2 separate regions of the Mus musculus genome follow, and region 1 is linked to region 2. A link is a contact called in public Micro-C data. All regions are on one chromosome and are shown on one strand. Each heading gives the region's core, a stretch centred on a gene start, on an enhancer-like site or on the middle of the called end of the contact. The rest is flanking DNA. Distances are from core to core; before and after follow the strand shown. Region 1 overlaps Greb1 (gene regulated by estrogen in breast cancer protein). Region 2 overlaps Lpin1 (lipin 1).

Region 1 (7,849 bases), core at 2,888-5,387, 150 kb before region 2:
TCAAAATAAATAAAGACAACGCTGTGTGTTGTCTCATTCTATGTCATTTTGAGTTTAAATTTCACTTTGCATGTTGTTGTTCTGTGTCATTTTGAATCTGTAAGTTTTAGCAACAAGTACATGTTGGCTTTCATTGGGAAGGCTTGCCTGCTCTCCTGTTTGATAAGGGATGTGATTCCCCCAGTGGTGGGATTCCGTATCAGAGTCCATCTGCATACTTAGTTCACTGGATGACAAGCACCAAGCCAGCATTTCAGGTGGATTTCTAGCCGGGTCTGAGGTTAGATCTGGTCATTTATTCCATGATGGGTATGCCTATTCTGTATGTGCACCTAAGACTCACCATGCCCTGTGAACAGTGGCATGTTTGGAAAATGGAGGCTCATGGAGGCTGAGGCTTGCCCAGGATCTCACAGGGATGGAGGGGGTCGGAGGGGAGGCACGCTTGCACATCAGGTGTTTCTGTTTCACACATGTGGTCCTGACCGTCACACAGAAGATGTCCGTAAGTAAGCATGGTTGCTGTTGCCTAGAAATGTCAGCCTTTCTGAGGACTCAAAGGTCACTGGTGGTTTTCATTTCTCTTGCCCAGAAAGTCGGTGCAGTATATTGCCCAGGGAGTGGAGCCAGGGTCCTGGGCTCTGCTCTAGGACCCATCTGTCACTGGCTGGAACATGCTGTCCTTCCGAGGCTCTAAGCTCCCTTCCACAGCTGGCCTCTGGCCTCTTCCTCCAGGCCCTTCACTCCCTTTTTCACTGTGGACTGGGGAGCCTACTGTTTTTGTGTCTAAGTAACTGACGGAGAGGCCAGCGCCACCATCCATGCTGGTTGTGCAATTCACTTAACTCTGGGAACTTAACTCTTTCCCCTGAGTAAACCTGGAGATCCTTTCCCATCTAGCTCACAGGGTGAGCTAAATGAGATTATAGCGTCAGCATCCCCCAGTGGTAGGTACCTGTTCCATGCCAGCTCTGTTCCATGCCCTGGATGTTTATCCACCTGGGTCCTTCATACAATGGCTCTGCCAGTTGCTTCCTTGAACCCCATTCTATGGAGGGAACACAGAAATTTGGAGAGGTTCAGTTAGTGTCTCAGGTCACACAGCTCATAAGCAGTGGGACTGTGGTTTGGACACAACGTAGTCAGCCCCAGACCACATTCTAACTGTCACAGGGCTCTGCCCCCACATGTTGCTTCCACTTAAAAGCCTTCCAGACTATTCCAGCTAGTGGAGACCTCCTTATGAACAGGATCCATGGTTGTCCCCAGAATTACTCCCAAAACTTGGGGAGCCGGAACCCTCTAAGTAGCTCAGATGCAGTCAGTAACCCACCCGCCAGCCTTCCTTGATTTATTTTTTGTTTTCTTTTGTTTTTGAGACAGAGTTTCTCTGTATAATCCTGTCTATCCTGGAACTCACTCTGTAGACCAGGCTGGCCTCAAACTAAGAGACCTGCCTATCTCTGCCTTCCAAGTGCTGGAATTAAAGGTGTGTGCCACACCAACCAGCTAGGGAAGGCATCAAACCTGGCTGTATGTTGATATAAACTGAACTCCAGAAGTAGAGGAAGCTAGAAGCAAACAGAAGCATCCATCTCAGACATGAGGATGTGCGTTAGGAAGCCTGGCCACACATGCACCCAGGTCCTTCCTTTAGCCACACTAGACCCACTGGGGTGAAAGCAAAGGTTCATGACATCTGTATGCTCATGTTTGTATGCGTCTGTCTGCTCACATGTTCATATGTAAGAGGAACATGTATGTGTTTCTAAGTGTACATACATGTATTGGTGTATATTTGTTCCTTGTACATTTGTGTGTTTATTAAGTATGCTTCTGTGCACTTGAATGTGTAAATAGGAGAACAGGCATATGCTCCTATATGCATACTGTGCATGTGTGTACATGTTTGTGAAGTTTGGAAATGTGTTTGCATTCATATGTGCACGTGTATGTCCATATGGGAAAGAATGTGCACACAGGTATGCATGTGTTTCTCTATGCACACATACATGAGTATGTGGGTTTTTGAGTGTATAAGCAAATGTGCACACATGGATGCATGTATGTATCTCTCTCTCTGTGTGTGTGCATGTGTGTGTGCGTGTGCATGTGTGTGTGTGCGTGTTTAAGTGGCAGAATTACTATGTGAGGATCCCTACATTCCTGATGGGACCCACCAACACGGAGCTAGTATGTTTGTCTGTCTCTAGTGCAGCCTGTGGTCTGACCCCCTTTCCATCCTTTCTGCTTTCAGGACCAGCCTCTGATCACCCCTCAGTGACCACAGCAACAGGTCCTGCAGTCTTCAATGGCAAGGATTCCCCCAAGCACCCACAGCTGGTGAAGAGTAGCCTGTCTGCCCTGCCGCGCCCCTCAGCCTTGGGTAGTGCTGCTGACTCTGGGGGTGCCGGGGTCCTTCTTTTCTCTAGGCCTGGGCCAGAGAGGGCATGGGAGCTATGGGACTGGAGGCATGGAGCCTCCAGAGTCTAATGCTGCATTAGTGAGCATCAGGATAAGTGTCACATGTCCTTCGGTCTCTGCCTGAGCCAGTGCTGTGCGAGTCATGTGTGGGAGGCATCACGTGTGCTGAGGGGCAGTGAGGGCTCTGTGCTGATGGTAGGTGACCTCTTCTGAAGTAGGTGTCAGGAAGATTGGGAGTATTGATGTCAGAACAGGTAAGAATGAACTCAGAGCCCAGCTCTGTCTTGTAAGCCATAGGACCACGCAGTCTCTTCAGCCATCCCTCCTTGGGAGTTAGTATGCCACTGTGAGGACAGTAAGAGTCTCTCCAGATGCTGCATGGAATCACTGCACATCTGGGAGATCACTGAATGATACAGGTGATGGTTATCAGCATCAGCCCACCACGGAAGCTTGCCTGCCCAGTTAATATCTGGTGGAGGAGATAAATGAGTACCAGAGACCTGTGGGAGGAAGGGGGCAAAGAGACCTGGGGACTGCCTTCAGACTCCAGTCCAGTGCTCTCCCACCATCGCTGTTCCTAAGGACACGTCTTAGGGACAAGACTTCTCTGCTTTCAAGCCTTCTGACATCAAGTCTTCTCTGCTCCCCTTCTCTTCTTGCTTTGTCTCTCCCTCCTCCCTTGACTCTGTGAACAGGGCTGAGCTGGCGCTTAGGGTCTGAGACACTACACTGGAAGGATCCTTAGAAAATGTCCATCCTAGGAATGGGGTTGCAGCTCATGGGTAGAGTGTGGTGCCTGAGTTTTATTTTTACCACTGAGGAAGAGACTGAGGTTCAGAGAAGCACCCTGGGCTGGAATATAATTCTGTTGTGCCCAGAGGCTTCTCTGTAGATGCAATCCTCCTGCCCCTGCATGGATCCAAGACTCTTCAGTCTTGACTAGCTTCCACGTTCCTGGAGCCCTTATCATTCCCCACCCTACCCTGAAGACTCCTACCTTCCTCCAGGGGCTGTTTCTCCTCCAGGTGCTGATGCAGCAGCAGCCACATAACCAAAGACTGCCCTTGGTCATAAGGACAGGAGGTCCTCGCTGTCCATGGCTTTCCCCCTGAGCTTAGCTAGAAGACACTTAGTCCTGGTGTCATACAACTCATACCTCAGGCAACAGTGTGCCAGCTCTGCTCAGCCTGGGCCCGGAGCTTGGCTTTGGGCAGTAGCCTACAGAGGCTCCCTCAGGATTGGACTTGAACTCCCCAAGCCTACTTTGTGGAGTTGTGTGGGGAATGGAGATCTTTAAACTCCAGGCTGCTGGAGCCTTAAAAGATCTTCTGGGATCAGCCCGTTGAACCCCATTCTCCGCCTTCAGCTGTTCACTGCCTTGGTGGCTCAACATGATGTTCACACTCTATCCCGTCTCTAAGTGCTCACCCCACCTCTGTTAGATGGCCTTTAGAGCTCAACTCAGGGCCATAGTCTCCTCTCCCATTAAAGAATTCTTGAAGTCCCAGCACACGGCTCTGGTGAGCCTGACAGAGAGAGGGACTAAGTCAGAGACACTGGCTCACCCGAGTCACAGAGTTGAGTACAGGCATATTAATCAGAGCTATCATGCCTTCTGTCCTTGGGGGAAGGAGACACTCAAAAGCAGTGTGTAGGAAACTCCTTCTGAGTGACACTGGCTGCTCTCAGTGAAATGCTGCCCCCTGGTGGAGGATATGAACTAGGAGCCTTGTCTCAGACGAGGGTTGGGCTCTAAGGAAGCAGGGGACCTCCTCCTCAGAAATGCCAGATGGGGTCCCCTCTACCAGGTACGCTGGTATCTGATGTTTTGAGAGTACTTACTGGGGAAGAGTCCCAGTAGAGGCATTTCCTGTTAACCTTCTAGAGGAGGAAGAGAATCCTCAGCTGCAGCCCTGCCCTCTAGTAGTTCAGAAGCACTTCCTAGAGGAGCGGCCCGTCCTCTCTCTGAGGAGTTCTTCCTCTGTTTCTGGGACTAGTGTTGTGCGAGCTGAACACCTGGTGCAGAGGTAGGGCCCTATCTCTGATGCAAAGAAACCTGCCGGTTTGAAAGGGCTTTGTAGGGAAAGTACTTCATGCCCTTCAACCCTGTGCTACTTTGTTTCTCTCTATTTTCTTCTGCTTTGGTCTGTCTAATGATGAGGTTGCATTTGAGGTCCCTTTGGAGGGACTCTACGACAGTCAATCTCAAACTGCCTCAGGCTTCAGAAAAACCCAGGCACTAGTGACAGCATGTGCACTACTAGTGACAGCATGTGCACCCTTACCGTTAACTCAGAGGCCCTCTGTGGTAGCTCTAAGGAGAGTCTAGCAGAGACAGCTTGGATGAGCATCTTCCAGGTCTGTGTGTGCTCTCTGCTTCCACTGAAGGTGATGTTACCCTCAGCCTGGGTTCAGATCATCTGGGAGCTCCAGTTATCAGAATGACGCGCTCCCCACATGCTGAGCTACTTGAGTTCCTTGGACTAGGCTTGTGCTCAGACAGACAGGTTTTTGTTTGCTTATCTTGTTTTTAAAGGCAGAGTCTCACCATGTAGCCCTAGCTGGCCTGGAACTTACAATGTAAACCAGGCTAGCCTTGAGCTCAACAGAAATCTGCCTGTTTCTGTCTTCTGGGTGCTGGGATTAAAGGCATGCACCGCCACCCTTGGCTAGGTGGTTTTAAAAGTGTCCAGGTGAATTTAAAGTACAGCAGGGTTAAGACAAGGGGCTCTAGAGATGAGAAAATTTGTCAGGATTTTCAAGAAAATATGGTGGCCCATTCTTGGTACTTTGAATAATTTACAAATAGATTTAAGTCATGAGCATGTTGCCGTCTAGAGTGGGCAGAGACTCACATGCAACAGTGGGTCCAGCCTCTGGTCTTCCTTTGCAACATGTGACATTAGCTGTCCAGGTTGGATGGGGGGTGACAGTGGGGTTGGAGGGCAGGAAGGGGGTGTGCAGTGGATCAGCACTGCCCTCAAGTGGCAAAATTGTGTTGGTGCACTGAGTGCTGGACATTTCAGTAATAGGAGGTTGATGCTGGTGGCTGCAGTTTACTGAGCCCAAACCCTTGGCTAAGCATTTCATTTAAGCATTTTACTTGTATTCTCTCTACTTCTGATTAAACCACTTTCTCATTAGATTTTGTTATTATTATGGCCGTTTTTTAAAAATGCATCTTAGAGAGGTGCAGCCTAAATGCAACTGTGGAGTGAAACATTATAAAAATGGACAGGGTGTTTCCTTTTGCCTAGAGACTTGACTAGAGCTTAAAACCCATTGTAAGGCTGTGATTTTTTTTTAAAGGCCGTGATTTTTAAAACTACCAAGGGCTAAGGATAGTGTTAAGGTTAAGCCCAGTGTTAGAACATCTGCCTAGCACGTGCAAGGTCCTGGAGTTGAGCCCTACCTTTGTAAACAAAACAAAACAGACGGACACTCCAAATCAGGAAAGGTTTTTATTGATGCCAGTTTCCAATGGTGGCCTAACCCATGCTCTTAACTATTGTCTAGGTATCTTGCCAAACTCTGGGCCTCCCAAAAAACGGCACAAAGGGTGGTCCCCGGAGTCTAAATCAACCACGGATGGTGGCTTCATTCAGGGTGGTGGCAACAGAGCCAAGCACGGTAAGTGGCTAAGGCCTTGCCCAAATCCTAAAGTTGGGTACCAGTGGTGGTGGCCTGCTAGCAGCATGTGTGCATATATGCACACGTGGGCAGGCAGATGTACAAGGGGGTTCTGAGCAGCCAGACCCTGGCATAGCAGAAGGACCTCTTCTCATGTTCCTGCTGCTTCCTGAGGTCCAGTCTCCTGTGATAGTTCTGTATCAGCCCCCTGACCTAGCAAGGTCTCCAAGCAGCTCCTCAGCTGATGGTGTGGACAGTGTTTATTGGCGGGGAAGGTGGGGCTGAGTGAGTCCACAGGTTTATGAGTATGGAGGCAGCAGTTTTGTGGGCGGGTGGATGTTGGGCGGGCTGGGGACAGATGCCTCCTTTGCTGTGTTTTACTAATCTACTTGCTGTGTTTCTAGAAGGTACCAGCATACCTTGTGTGCCCCAGGCTGGCTTGGTGGGACCAGCTTCAGTCACCTTCCCGGTGGTGGCCTCTGGTGAACCAGTGTCTGTTCCGGACAACTTGCTGAAAATATGCAAGGCCAAGCCAGTGATATTTAAAGGCAAGTACAGCAGTGCACCCAGCAGTGGAGGTAGCGAAGTGTGCAAGGACTCCCACACGAAACTGTGACCTCCTCTCAGTCCGAGTCCATAGGCATCTTCCTGAGCGAATCTGGATGCTATCCAGGGCAATGATCAAATGAAGCGGCCCCAGGCTCCAGAGGGCCGAGAACGACACAGTTTGTCCCAGCAGGGGCATAGTGACATTACCCAGGACACTCACTGCTTGCTCATCTGCTGTCCTTTCCTTCATTCTCTGTTTCACTGAATCCCTGCTGTACTCGTCCAGCTACTGCGGAGGACTCGGGGGATGGACGAAGCAACCCCGTGGCTTTGTTCCACTGTCACCCCAAGCCACCAGTCATTTTGGATTGTGCAGCATTCAGACATAGTCACTGTTCCAGAAGCATTAGATAAGAGAGGATTTGATCTCCTCTGTGTGGTGGCTAGTATAGGTTACCTGGAGGTAGCATTGTAGCTCTTTCATGCTGTTCTGTGGGTGAATGGGTGAGAGAGGCGAGGCTGCAGAACTGGGACAGGCTGCAGGACTCAGAGGTGGACCCCGGCTCACAGACCGGCATCGCACACTGAGCAAACTCAGCGCAGTCTCTGCTTTGCTCGAGCGCACTTCCTTCCCTGATGCCCACCTCAGCTTCCCGGCCAGGCCAGCAGCTCTGTAACTTAGCTTTCATCCGGTTCTTAGGGGGGCTTCCGGCAGCCCCTTGCATGACAAGCGTGGCATCCCTTTTCTAAGGTAGCCACAGTGCCGCTTGTAAGCTGGCACATTTGTGAACGGTGCTGTCCAGCTGACCCCGCACCTCAGCACCAGAGGGGAGTAAACAGAAAGTTGGATTCACAGGCCTGCCCCAGAGACAGAACATACCTAAATTCTGAAACTTGGAGATGTGGGTGGGGCCAGCACATGTCTTAGCAAATCTGTCACACTTTGAGTTTGAGAAAGTTTTTCTCAGGAAGTGGCTCATGGAGTCCCATAGTGAGAGTCAAAGAGGGACATTCTTTCTCAGCATAACTGAGCATTTACCATCTCCCCATTGTGCAAAGGCTTAGAGAAGGTCAAGTTCTTGTCTAAGGTCATGTAGCTAATGATGACAAAGAAGGGGTCAGACCCCTGCTTGGGCAGGTCTACCCTAAGAGCTGTCATCAGAAGGATTCTAACATCCACTCCAGCACTCCTCAAGGTTGTTCACTTTCTGATCTTTGGGTCTAGACACCGACCTGTTTTGTT
Region 2 (7,687 bases), core at 4,340-6,839:
CCAGGTGTGGTAGCACACATCAGGAAGCCTGGAACTGGATAGACTGAGGCAGGAGGATCACCAGCTTGGGTGACTTAATGAGACCCTATCTCAAAGTATAAGAGGCCGTAGCTCAGTGGTAAAGTGCTTGCCTACCATCTGTGAGTCTTGGGTTCCATCCCCAGCACCCCTCCCCCGCCCGCCACACACTTGAGGATGTACAGTGGCACACATACACTCTTGAGGATACTGTGGTGACACAGCCACACGAGAATGCTACCAGGGCTACACACACACACACACACACACACACACACACACACACACACACACACACACATCACACTTGATGCTACCAGAGGTACATGCACATGCTCGAGGGTGCTGCAGTGGTACACACACATGCTTGAGGATGCTGCAGAGGTACACACACATGCGTGAGGATGCTGCAGTGGTACACACATGCATGAGGATGCTGCAGTGGTACACACACATGCGTGAGGATGCTGCAGTGGTACACACACATATTTGAGGATGCTGCAGTGGTACACACATGCTCGAGGGTGCTGCAGTGGTTCACACATGCGTGAGGATGCTGCAGTGGTACACACATATGCGTAAGGATGCTGCAGTGGTACACACATGCTCAAGGGTGCTGCAGTGGTTCACACATGCGTGAGGATGCTGCAGTGGTACACACATATGCGTAAGGATGCTGCAGTGGTACTTGATTGGTACAGTCATTATGCTCATGCCCTGGGAAGGTCATTTTAGGTTTACAGTCAACCCAAGACAGATGCACAAATGCACACTTATATGTGCCGACTTTTACCTTTTCCATTTTCATCTCCACACCATAGCATGCGCCTGTGTATGTGATGGAGGACATGCTAATTAGTGAGGTCCTTAGATGTAAGCAAGAAGAAATTGGCTGTGTTTTGAATCTGCCCTTGGTAATTAAAAAAAAAAAAATTTGGCTTTTCCCTCTAGAACTCTTCCTAATGATGTACCACCATTCCAAGATGATATTCCTAAGGAAAACTTCCCCTCGATTTCAACGTACCCCCAGTCAGCATCGTATCCCAGTTCGGACAGAGAATGGTCCCCCAGCCCCAGGTAAGTTGCTATGTGTGTCAGAGGGTTTTGAAGTCAGCTATAGAAAATATGTCTAAAAGAAATAGTGAAATAGAAATTAAAACTGAAAATAATTAGGATCAGAAAATCTTGAATGTGTGTGATGAGGGGTGTAAATTAGGAGTGAAGGTAGAAGGCAAATGAATCTCAGACCTGCGCTGAATTGAGATTCCATCTGCAGGCATCTTGCGAGGTTCTGTGGGTCAGAGGCCCAGCAGGAGGGAAAATACCTGCTGAGTTACCTAGTGCCCATTGGCAGCAGGAGAGGACAGCATGGCCAACCTGGCTTTGGTCCTTAGCCTTGAAGTGACGTTTAGATGCAGGGACATTGCTGCTGTGGGGCTCTGACATCACCGAGGACTGGCAAAGGGATGCTGCCCTCCGTTTAATCCACACTGCTGGATTCAGGCGCTCCTGCTTCCCTGGAATGCCTTTCCCCTTGTCCCGGAGCTCCATGTGAACCTGAGAACGGAACTGCAGCTCCTCTGGGCACAAGTGACCTTCCCGAAGTTCTGCCAAGAACCTAGGGAGGGCAAAGACCCTGTTTTCTTGTGGGACAGGCTCACCCCTGCTAGGGAGAAAACTGGTTGCTTCTTGGGTGGCAGACAGATCCTGGGCATGATAATGGTTTGTGGCCTCTAAAGGACCATAGTTTTAAGTGTCATGGTGGGTGGAGGATAGGTTGTTAACTTGCCAAGCTGTTTGGGGATGTGGATATAGTCAAGCCAGCTAAGCAACATGGTGGCTATGGTGTCCTTGGGCTAGCCTACCGGATGCTGTATGTTTACTTGTAGTTTAGAATGGAAGTGAGTGTACCCTGGGACTGTGGCATGCGCTGCCATCCTTGTCAGACACCTGTCTTGGTTCCAGTTTGCTCAGGGTCATCTTGAGAATAAGGCAGCCGCAAGTCATAAGCTAGGGCTGAGCTATCATGCTTGATCCTAGCTGGGACTGACTGGAAATGCTCATCTACCAGAGGATAGGGTCTACTTGCTTAGAGATCAGACCTTCCATTAGGTACCAAATACTTAGCCATATATATGTATATGTGTGTGTGTGTGTGTATATGTGTGTGTGTGTGTGTATGTGTGTATATATATATATATATAATGCTTATGTTTATGTATATATGTGTATATAAGTACATATATGTATATAAGTATATATTTATAAGCATATAAGTATATGTAAGTATATATATATGCATGTGTGAATGTATGTATATATATAAATATGTATATGTATGTAGTTTTATATTAGACATGTTGTTTTAATTTCTTTTCCTATTGTTGTAATAAAATGCCCTGACAAAAGCAACATGCATGCACACATGCACACAAACACAAGTACAAAAAAACCTTTGCAAAAAAATCAAATTAACTTAAAAGATTTTATTCGACCCACATTTCACAGAGTAATCCATTTAAAAACATTAATGAGATATTTTAAATATTGTTTTCATAATAAACCTTTTAGGTCAGTGATCCATTCTTTGGACCCAGCAGACAACTATCTACACCTCTCTAAGATGCCTGGAACCTCATGTGTTCTTGTCCTGGTTCAGGGAGATGATCCCAAAGAAGAGAAGACATACTGACTTAGGAAGAAAACAGAGCACCGTCTTTAGACGCTGTTAATTGATTGATGAAACCTATTCTTCATTAATCTGAAGAATGTAAAAGGAATGTTTAGGACAGCCCAGGGAGGGACTCACTGTCTCTCTTGTTCTCCTTGTGAGTCCAGGATACTGATGGCATCAGATTATGTGACTGTTGTCACATGGATTGAACATAAGGATACATAGATTCTTACGTCGTCCACACTTGGAATAATGTGTTTTATAGGAAACGAGAGAGAGAGAGAGAGAGAGAGAGAGAGCGCCCATGTCTGAGTCTGTAGATCATGGAGTTTGATTCTATGCTGAGGTTCAACCAGACATGTGTGGTCTTGCCTTGGCTGAAGGCACAAGGATCAAATGGGAAATGGGTCTTGGCAGCTTCCTATCTTTGCATCCCAGGAAGTTCATGCTGATGGTGTAGGGAGGTAGCTCAGGTTAGTGGGTGCTTGCTTAGCACGCATGATGCCCTGGATTCATTCCCTGTCAGGGTGGAAAACCGGGCAGTTCAAGGTCGTCCTCAGCTACAAAGCTGGTTTGAGGCAGCCTGGGTAGCAGGAGACGAGCGCAAGAGAAAGGTCACGTTGATTTCCTACGGATTTCAAGGTAGCTGGCCTTTTGCTGGTGCTGGGTGACAGCCAAACGTTTCCATTTCTTAGAGTCGTTGTGCTGAGAGCCACAAGCAGTGGTAGAACATTTCGTTTAACTGACTGTGACATTTTCCCCCCCTTTCTTTTTGCTGTGTGTCCGTCCGGTGCCTCCAGCAGCCTGGTAGATTGCCAGAGGACTCCCCCTCACCTGGCCGAGGGAGTTCTCTCTAGCTCTTGTCCTCTGCAGTCTTGCCACTTCCATGCTTCGGAAAGGTAGACCTGTTTTTACAGAAGCTGTGATCTAATTCTAACTCCAATCACTTGCAATGAAAATTAACTCGCAGGATATAAAACAAATTTTGATCTAACACTTAAAATCAGTTGTGCTCACTAACCAACTTACTTATGAAAAAATACTTCCTTTCGTTTTAAGTTGTAAGTAGGCGATTAGACATGTTTATTTTAAAGATGTATTTACTTTGATATGCTTGAATGTGTGCCTGCATCATGTATGTCTGTGTACCACATGCATGCAGTGCCTGAGGAGGCCAGAAGAGGGCGGTGGGTCCCCCCAGAACTGAAGTTGGGAAGGATGGAGAGCTACCTTGTGGGTGCACTGGGAATTTAACCTAGAACCTCTGGAAGAGGAGCATGAGGTTTTTTTGTTTGTTTGTTTGTTTTTCCCGAGACAGGGTTTCTCTGTATAGCCCTGGCTGTCCTGGAACTCACTTTGTAGACCAGGCTGGCCTCGAACTCAGAAATCCGCCTGCCTCTGCCTCCGGAGAGGGCTGGGATCAAAGGCGTGCACCACCACGCCTGGTGAGCATGCATTCTTAAGCAATGAGCCCTGATTAGGCTTGCTTAGAATTCCTCAGATGGTCTGTCCTAGGTGCTGCTTGACTCTGTGAGTGGCCTTGAAAATCCGGACAAGGAGCTGGAGACTGAGAGACCATGTTTTCTGTGGTGGGGCAATTGACAGACAAGTCTCTGAGCTAATTTTAGAGCACCACTTTAGAATAGCCACTTACTATAAATATTTAAACAGCCTATTAGGCTTTCTGTATAATGGGTTCCCACAATCTCCACGGCATTTCTAGAGCAGAATTTAGAAGAACGGCTTAGGACCAGTCTTGGGGCATGGGCTTGTGTTTTTATCAGGGCCTCCCCCACATCCCCTCGGTATTGTTAATTTTGTGGACATTTCCTCATCTACTTTTGAAACTTTATAATCAAAGTAAGCACTGATTAATTTCTGTCTGGGGATCATAACTGTTACAATTTTATTTGACTTAAAATTTAAAAATTGATTTTACATTTAATTATAAGTACTGACTCCCCCTCTTCAAAGCACATATGTGCGCATTCATGTAGGTGGCTGTGTGCTTGTGTAAGTGACGTCTACAAGTGGACACTGGGTTCCCTAGAGTGGGAGTTAGAGGCAGCTGTGAGCAGCCTGTATGGGTACCGGGAATTCCAGTCCTCTGTAAGAACTGTTAACTCTCCTTAGTGTTCCACCTTCCCAGCTACCTCTCCAGTTCCCGTGTGGTGTGTATGGTGTAGGGTTCTATTGTAGAAGCTCTTTTTGTGTGTGTGTCTTGTCTGTATGGTGTAGGGTTCTATCGTAGAAGCTCTCACAATATGATTTACCAGGAGCCTCCTCCCCAGTCAGGCTAGACCATGAGGGTTGCCCTATGGTAGTGTGCTTTCATTGGGAAGATCAGTGGTCAGCGGGTGCCAAGGGAAGGGGGAAGCCCTTTGTGCCTCACTGTAAAACGAGGGTCAAAGAGCCTGAGGTCTGGCTTTATGGAAGCACCATACAAGGCCAGGCTAGCTATGTAGAAAATCTCTCAAATAGATACAAGTTCACTTGGCCACGGAGTTGTGTGCACTACGGGGCTCTTCTTTAACCAACAGGAAGTGCCATCTTGAGTTGGCAATGGGACTCAGATAAGTGAGATTTGGCACAGCCAGGGGAACGGATAGGGGCTGTAGAGAAGCCATTTCCTGCTTTGTGTGAAAGGGCTGCTATGTTCCTCTTGAGGGAAGTGGTGTGGGAGAATAAAAAGAAAGAGAACTATGACATTTCTTCCGGCCTTGTAGCTTGGTGTCTGTGAGAATCGTGGGTCTGCATTGATACTTTTGGCCCGTTAATTTGGCCGAACAGACATGAGACTTGGTTCAAATGTTAGAAGTAAAAATGTGTGCCGTGGAATGGAGGCGCGTCACTGTCACTTAGGAGCAGCACAGTGAGGTGACACAGAAAGCCTTTGTTTGATAGGTTCCTGGAGACAGCTGCCTGGTGATCCAGTGTAGTGAAGTTGGCACACAGGGTGTTTTCCTTGTTCTCAAAGCCAGTGTCTAAACCTGGGATACAGTGTCAGCTGGTCAGGACCCCTTTGCACCTGCTGGAGAGCTGGTGCTTGCTAGGAAAGTGAGAGCACGGGTGAGAAGCCTGTGTGTGACAAAGGACAGCAGTTTGTACCCAAGAACCCTTCCCCACTTTTGCTCTCTTTGCCCCTCTGATTGTTTCGCCTCTTCATCTCTGTCCTCCCCTGTCCTCCTCCTCTTCTCCGTCCTCCTCCTTCTCTCCTCCTCCTTTCTTTAGTTTATTGAGAATTTCCATTTCTGATTCTATCCCCCTCACCTCTCAAGTTATAGCTCCTTTTACTGTCCTTCAGTTTGGCTACAAGGCTGGCCACCTTGTTACCTTGTTAGAGGTGGTAAACAGTGACCTCTAGTGGCCAAAGGAAGGCTTGTCAGAGGGAACGGCCCCAGGGACGTATCTTCTGGGTTACTAGAACCTTTGACTCTGAGACAAAACCAAAGGTTTTTTATTTTTTACTTTGTTGTTTTGCTGCTGTTGTTGTTGTTTTCTGATTTTCCCCCCATTCAAATCATGGTTTTGTGTTTCCTTAAGTCCTTCAGGCTCCCGGCCCTCAACACCAAAAAGTGACTCTGAGCTGGTCAGTAAGTCTGCAGACAGGTTGACGCCAAAGAATAACCTGGAAATGCTCTGGCTGTGGGGTGAATTGCCACAGGCTGCAAAGGTAAGCCTTTGAATCTCAGTGTTACGGTGCATCGAGGGTGTGTAAGTTAGCTCCATCTGTGTGGAATTACCATCCCAGCTTTGTAAAGGGATGGACTCCCGGGGTGCTGACTCAGCAAGTGTGCCTCTGGGCAGGGTGTGGCTGTGTATTTTGAACAAAAGAACCTACACTGTATATCGCAAATATAATATAAAATATATATTAAATATAAAAATGCAAAGTCAGTAAAGAAGATAACGCAGCTTGTGTACAGACCCTAGCTTCTTTGCAGCCTTACTTCCCCAAGGCCCATGGTGGTTAGAGAGGTATCATGTCGTAGGAATGGAGCGGTGCAATCTGAGCCCCTTGGAAGAAATGCTGTTATCTAGGAAGGCTAGGCTCTCCTGTAGAGAGAAGCCACTGGGGCTGAGATGGGGGTGTGTGCGGTGTAAGGACGAGAAGAAGCCAGTGGACCGCAGTGTGCGAAGCTTGCAGCTCATCAGTGGGGAATAGTTCTAACATCTAGTTGGTGAGGTCTTGATCCTAAACCTTTGTACACCCCGGAGGAGATGGAGAAAACCTCCGTGTGGTAGAGGCCAGGAGGGTCTGGGAGGCGCATTGCCTTGGGTGTGAGTTCCCCACTGCACTTGACAGCAAGGTGATCTTGGACATGGGGAAGCCTGCATATCCTTATCAGTAAAATATATGAATAGACAGATAAGCTGAAAGAGATGGTGTGTGAAGTCACTTCCTCAAGTCTTCTCTAAAAAATATTTTGTAATGATGTACATGGTGTGCATTTGCATATAAATGCAAGCGCCCAAGGGGACCAGGAGCATTGATTCCCTGGAGCTGGAGTCCCAGGTAGTGTGCTATGATTAGGTAGCTTGGGCTACCAGATGTGGGTACTGGGAACCCAACTTACGAACCATCTCTCCAGCTCAGTATTCCCTTTCTTCCTTCTTGGGTGTGCCTCGGTTTCTCATCTTCTCACCCTGTAAAGTTCACATATACAGTTGGTAATATATATATATATACATATACATATACATATACATATACATATACATACACATATACATATACATATACATATACATACATACACACACACATATATATATACACACACATATACATACATATATATTTACATATACATTTATATATATATATAAATAAATCAGGCACACTTCCAAGAACACAGGATGACAGGATTTTGTTTCAAGACACTGTGCCTCATATTTCAGCGCATTACAGACATCTTAAATGATTTCATTTCCACCTTTAAGAATAAATCATAAAGGCTGGATATGGTGGTGCATTCTTGTAATCCCTACACT

The links. A called contact is a pair of places that touch in the nucleus more often than the background predicts.
Region 1: a contact with region 2 is called in a Micro-C map of stem cell-derived neurons, with 9 times the contacts expected there. The contact joins two enhancer-like sites. A contact is called at or near these places in 1 of 15 datasets of contacts at CTCF or cohesin (the G1E-ER4 cell line), 74 of 484 Hi-C or Micro-C datasets (3T3-L1-derived adipocytes, the 63-12 cell line, the AtT-20 cell line and 49 more), 6 of 115 datasets of contacts at active chromatin or transcription factors (astrocytes, bone marrow-derived dendritic cells, embryonic stem cells and 2 more) and 3 of 9 other capture datasets (embryonic stem cells, liver and pancreatic islet).

The regions. Positions count from the first base shown.
Region 1 is chr12:16,715,384-16,723,232 of GRCm38.p6, reverse strand. It overlaps Greb1 (gene regulated by estrogen in breast cancer protein), which reads left to right. Exons shown (of 35, transcript NM_015764.4): 9 at 2,258-2,386; 10 at 5,944-6,057; 11 at 6,462-6,605. Among named protein-coding and RNA genes, the nearest start is that of Ntsr2, 66 kb to the right of the region's middle. Within about 2 kb of position 4,137, at least 16 of the 459 cell types and tissues checked have an H3K27ac peak or open chromatin away from gene starts, as enhancers often do. A contact at or near this core is called in stem cell-derived neural stem cells and stem cell-derived neurons, where this site is marked.
Region 2 is chr12:16,567,068-16,574,754 of GRCm38.p6, reverse strand. It overlaps Lpin1 (lipin 1), which reads left to right. Exons shown (of 21, transcript NM_015763.4): 5 at 970-1,095; 6 at 3,493-3,591; 7 at 6,236-6,365. Among named protein-coding and RNA genes, the nearest start is that of Lpin1, 19 kb to the left of the region's middle. Within about 2 kb of position 5,589, at least 73 of the 459 cell types and tissues checked have an H3K27ac peak or open chromatin away from gene starts, as enhancers often do. A contact at or near this core is called in stem cell-derived neural stem cells and stem cell-derived neurons, where this site is marked.